Regions from separate parts of the Mus musculus genome. Here region 1 is linked to region 2. A link is a contact called in public HiChIP or PLAC-seq data. All regions are on one chromosome and are shown on one strand. The core of a region is the stretch at or near the end of the contact, and the rest is flanking DNA. Distances in the headings are between cores, read along the strand shown.

Region 1 (2,752 bases), core at 2-2,501, 210 kb before region 2:
ACTCACAGGACAACTTTGGGGAGTTGGTTCTCTCTCTGCCTTGTTGAGTCAGAGTCTCTCATTTCTTCTCTGTGCTGCCTGCTCCACACTAGCTGCTGAAAGCTTCTGGGAACTTCTTCTCTCCGCCTCGATCTCATGGCAGGAGGGGGTGCTGGGGTTACAGCCGCACTCTACCTCATGTGGGGTTTTAGTTGTTTCCCAGTGTGGCTCCCAGGAACAGAACCCAGGCCATTCGGCTTGCTATGTCCTCTTCCAGCAATAAGGCTGTAGATGGCTTCCCCCCCTCCCAGTGCCTCTTCTCTCAGGACTACCTGTCCCTCTGGTCCTGACTCCTGCCCCTCTATCAGGGGACCTGAGACAGGAAAGGCTGGCTGAGACCCGTCCTTTGGGACCGGCTTCTCAGTGACTGTTCCTGAATCTGGGCTAACCCTGGGCTTCTGCTCATCTTGTGCACCATCTCTATCAGGTTCACTCTGACATAGAGAACTAAATCGCAGAGCCTGCCACAGTGGAGAGTCCTCTGGGTTAAAGACCAGTGAAGTGATGGAGACCCTCAGGTGCCTCATGATGGGACTTTAGGTCTAGTGATCAGTAGTGAGGCAGAGCACTGAGTCAGAAGTCATTGTGTGTCTGACCCCAGAGGTCAAGGGAAAGACTTTCCAGGAAAAGGGTGTGGTCAGCCATGCCATTACAGCTGGGGATCAAAGAAAAGTGACTTCAAACCAAACCAAACAAAACCTGGGCAGGGGCTGAGACTCAGTGGTAGTGAGCGCCTAGGATGCACACGGCCAAGAGTTTGATCTTCAGCACGGCAGACGAAAACAAAAACAGACTAAAGTAGAAAAAGCAAGTTCCAATCAGGTCTCAGGCCCCATCGGTACATCGGCTATGTGAGTGAACTTGGAAGGGTGTGGACCTTCCAACCAAGCTCCAGGCAGGAGTAGGTCCCAGAGACCCCAGTGAGCAGAAACAGGGTGGGGTGAAGATCAAACAAACTGCTGCTTTAAAGCCACCTGAATGTTTTAGGAATGTCTGGATTTGGGCTTCTCTTTCCTGTAGCAGGATATTTAAAGAAAACAGACCTGAAAGGCTTCGGTTCCAAAGCAAAGAGGCCTCTGTGTGCTTCCTCCTGGCCTCTGCTTTGGAAAAGGTTTCTTTCCTCTTTGCTCTGCATTGTGCCCAGGGCAGCAGAACCCGTTCTCCGAGCCAGGCCAACAGCCCAAGTCTCTGGATAGTCAGAGTGAACTGGGCACAGACCCACCTCACAGCCTGACAGACACTTTCACCCCAGAGGCCTCACAGCAGGGGCTTGGGAGGCTCCAGACTGTACTGCCAGATGGCAGCCAAAGGGCCCAGCCCTGGTCCCCAAGGGGCTCACTCCTGTCCCCTAAGACCAGGCCTAGCTCCTTCCCCTGGAAGATAACTTGGAGAAAGGGAAGGGAGCTAAAAAGGTCACCACAGAAAGGTGATCTAAGCTTAGTGCCTGGGAGTTAATGAGGTGGCCTACAGCCTTGGCTGCTTCCAAGTCATCTCAATCCAGAGTACGAAAGGGCAAAGGGAGGAGGAGGGGAGAGAGAGAGAGACAGAGAGAGAGACAGAGAGAGAGACAGAGAGAGAGACAGAGACAGAAGAAAACATAAGAGAATAGGAACCTGGCCTAGTGGCCCAGATCTTTAATCCTACCTACTTGAGAGGCTGAGACAGGAGGATTGTAAATTCAAGATCTGTCTGGGCTAAAGAGCAAGTTTCAAGGCTAGAACCTGTCTATAATGTCAATACAAATGGTGAAAAGGACAGTACCTTTGTATATCCCGTGTGAAACTGTGAGCTCATTGAGGTGGGGTGGAAGGATCCTTCACAGGGCGAGGACACTAGACTAAGTAGACTAAGATTGTACCACTGTCACCTTGGCAACCATCCCACCTTCATTCCTGTCAGACAGTCTACACCTTGTAGAGACTCATCCAACACTGAATTCAAGACCAGACATTGGCTCCACTTGCCTGTTAGCAGGCAAGGAAGGGTGACTTTGAGAGGCTGGGATATGTTCAGGACACGCTGTAGGAAGCAGAGAACCTGCTCCACCCAGCATCTTCAGAGGCCCGCTCCACTCCTGCACAGCATCTCCGGAGACCCGCCCTTGCTGTTTGCATAGCATCTTGCTGCACTGGCCAGGAAGGGGCCAGCAGGAAGGCATCTCTCCATTTTTGCCCAAGGCTTGTGAAGAAAGATCTAGAAACTAATGGTTTGCGGATGTTCCCAGTGCAGTTTTCTCTGCCCAGAGTCAGTGCCCTTCTTTGAGCTCCTGATCTCCATTGCTGCTAGGGATGGCTGAGTTCTAGCATGACTCGAGTTCAGGCAAGGGATCCTAATGGGCCACTGAGGCATCGAGGTCAGGCCAGAATCGTGTTCACTGAGCCAGAGTCCTAGGTGTGAGAGACCTGGAGGCATAAGCCTGAGTCCATCTGCCTGCAGGCTCTAGCAGGAGGGTCACAGGTTCACTGCCCAGCTGGGCTTTGGAAAGAGTTCAAGTCCAGCCTGAGTAACTCTGATGAGACCTGGTCTCAAATTTTTAAATGGTACCTTAGTGATGGGTGCTTGCCCTGAATACATGGAAATCTTGGTTTGAGCTCCAACAGTTAAACATTTAAGGAGGAATCCCAGGCCAGGCCAGGAGGAGTCCTGCAGGTCTGGGGACTGTCAGAGCCACATCCACAAAGGTACTAGCAGTGCCTCATGTGCTGGCTTGAGG
Region 2 (2,700 bases), core at 181-2,680:
CCTGTGTTCCATCCAATAGATGACTGTGATTTTATTTTATTAAGTACACTTCATCACCAGACACACCAGAAGAGGGCATCAGATATCATTACAGATGGTTGTGAGCCACCATGTAGTTTCTGGGATTTGAACTCAGAACCTTCAGAAGAGCAGCCAGTGCTCTTAACCACTGAGCCATCTCACCAGCCCCAAGACCCTGTCTTGAAAAACGAAAATAATAAATTTAAAAAATGACGGGATAGAAGTAAATGGCTGCTGTATTAAAATTCAAAATACTAAAGGAAAAAAACAAACAAACAAAAAAAGACAATCCAGGTGTGGTCCCACACAGTTGAAATCCCAGACCTTGACAGGACAATCAGTAGCTTGAGGTCATCTTCAGCTACATAGCAAGTCCCAGGCTCGCCTAGGCTACATGAGGCCCTATTTTGCCTCCCACCCAAAGAAAAAAAGTTTTATGTTATTTACATTTTATTTTCATGTGTACGCGTGTTTTGCTTGCTTGCATGTACAGTATGTGTAGTATGTGTGTGCAGAGTCTGTAGAGACCAGAAGAGGGTGGTGGAGTCTCTGGAACTGGACATTGGAGTTACGTTGTGAGCTGCCATGTGTTCTGGAAAAGCAGAGCCGCCTCCGACTGTCCTGGCTTTATCATTGTTACAGTAGTGCCGCCGGTCTGACTCCAGCCTCCCAAGCCCTCCAGCTCATCCAGAAGTGGACTAATGGGGATATCTCAGAGATACACACAGCAGTGGAAGTATTTCCTCCTCAGAGGTCTTCAGGGTTTATCCTCTCTCAGAACCCAAGCTCCTGATAGTTTAAGAAGCAATAAATTAACTCTTCTATTACAGGTAGTTTCAGTGTTCTCCTACGGGGTATAAAATCCAAGCTTGCTTCCTGGTTTTGAAAAGTCACCATTGAGCTTAAAAAAAAAAAAAAAAAAAAAGACAACAACAAACCTCAATCCCTGGGCATCCCAAAAGCTAAGGACATGAAATCCCACCAATACCCACCCAGGAAAGCTCTGTGTGTGTACACAAACTCAACTCTATATAAACCCGTCTTCTTGGTTTCCTACTGCCTTTTGCCCAAGCAGAGGCAGCCACCCTCTTGTGTCTCTCCCAATAAAATATTTTGTGTCAGGTTTGTGGTGGGGTGTGACTTAGTGGTATTTCTTGGCTCCTACAGCCAGGATACCTCTCCCCTCAGATATTCTATAGACGCATTGGGTAACTTCTCCCCTTAGAGCTTTAACAATCCTCCAGGGCTCCAACATCACCCCAGTGCACTGGAACAAGAAATTCCTCTTGCTTTTTGCATTGATCCTGGCTCCATGTGGTTCACTCAGGGGGTCCCCGGTAATCTATGGCTCCCTGGAGTTTTACACCTGGACTCCTTACATTCCTGGCTTGGAATCTCTATGGAGACAAGGATGGCCTAGAGCTCTGCAAGATCTACTTGGCTCTACTTCAGGAACACTAGAATTAAGTGCATGGGCTACCACACCTAGTGCTTTGTTCATTGGTTTTTGTTTTGTTAACCAGGGGTTGCTTTCAGGTACCTGGTGACTCAAGGAAGCTGCAGACACCCTCACTGAAAAGCTCACTCCAGAATGGGCTTACTAAAGCTGCACCCAATGAACTTCCTGTCCAAATGCAGGTAGCTCCACCAGAGGCTCTTCTCTCTTCTGCAGTTGTTATTGTCTATTTAACTGTGGGGAGGTTGTTCAGTTGGTATTTTTGAGATGCTGGCCAAAGGAGAACTCCAGGGCAGAGAAGCTATAAATCTCAGGCTGGCTTACTCCATGTAGCCTAGAACTCTTCCTAGAACTAGAAATCTTCCTGTCCATGCTAAGCTGTGAAATAGGTCCTTCCACCACTCTGCCCCTACCCCCACGTTGACAAGCATTGAAGCTAAGACCTTGGGACTGTCAGGCAAGTACTCAACCACTGTGCTCGATTTCCAGCCTCTTTTTTTCCTCCCAAGATAGGGTTTCTGTGTAGTCCTGACCGTCCTGGGACTATGTATGGCTGGCCTCCAGCTGCCTGAGTGCTGGTATTAGAGGCCTGCCCCACCACACTGCCTTGCATGGTTTTCAATGCAGTTTTTCTCTGAGTCCACAGTAGGACTGTAGGTCTGCCGCAATCCTACCCGGAAAGCCCAAATTTTGTTTCAAATGAAAAAACAAAACAAAAATCAAAGCAAAATAATCCAAAAATTTTTCAATGTTCTAATTTTTCCATGCTGAAAAATTCTAATTTAAAATTCTAATTTAAAAGCTACCTGGTTGTGGTGGTTGATGCTGAAAAAGCAGAAATTCAAGGCCAGATTATGCTATACTGTTAAGAGGGGAGCTGGGACGAATGAGTAGGATCAAAATACACTACATACATCAAACATGTATGTATAACATACCCTAAAAACAATTAAAAAGCCAAACAAGAGCAAAGTCACATGTAGTAGTACAGGCTGAGCTTTACGAACACCATGAAATATTTTAAGGACATTTAAGGCTACTTTGACTAGATATTTTTAGCATGATTCAGAATTCCAAAGTATTAAGAGAGATTGACTCTTTGAGACGCTCTTATGTTTTCTTCCTGTGGGCCTTACCTTCTCTTAACCCTGATGCTTAAAACTTCACTAAAAATGCTGTGTGGGAGCAGCCAGATGGTTTACTAGTGCAGTGCCACAGCCTCC

Evidence for each region. HiChIP or PLAC-seq counts read pairs in DNA pulled down with a chosen protein or histone mark.
Region 1: a contact with region 2 is called in an H3K27ac HiChIP or PLAC-seq map of embryonic stem cells, with 9 read pairs. The contact joins two enhancer-like sites. A contact is called at or near these places in 3 of 484 Hi-C or Micro-C datasets (bone marrow-derived macrophages and embryonic stem cells), 3 of 115 datasets of contacts at active chromatin or transcription factors (T-cell acute lymphoblastic leukemia and embryonic stem cells) and 3 of 9 other capture datasets (adipose tissue, liver and pancreatic islet).

Annotation. Positions count from the first base shown.
Region 1 is chr16:32,511,645-32,514,396 of GRCm38.p6, reverse strand. No RefSeq gene overlaps it. Among named protein-coding and RNA genes, the nearest start is that of Zdhhc19, 17 kb to the right of the region's middle. Within about 2 kb of position 1,251, at least 26 of the 459 cell types and tissues checked have an H3K27ac peak or open chromatin away from gene starts, as enhancers often do. A contact at or near this core is called in embryonic stem cells, where this site is marked.
Region 2 is chr16:32,302,036-32,304,735 of GRCm38.p6, reverse strand. No RefSeq gene overlaps it. Among named protein-coding and RNA genes, the nearest start is that of Rnf168, 26 kb to the right of the region's middle. Within about 2 kb of position 1,430, at least 15 of the 459 cell types and tissues checked have an H3K27ac peak or open chromatin away from gene starts, as enhancers often do. A contact at or near this core is called in embryonic stem cells, where this site is marked.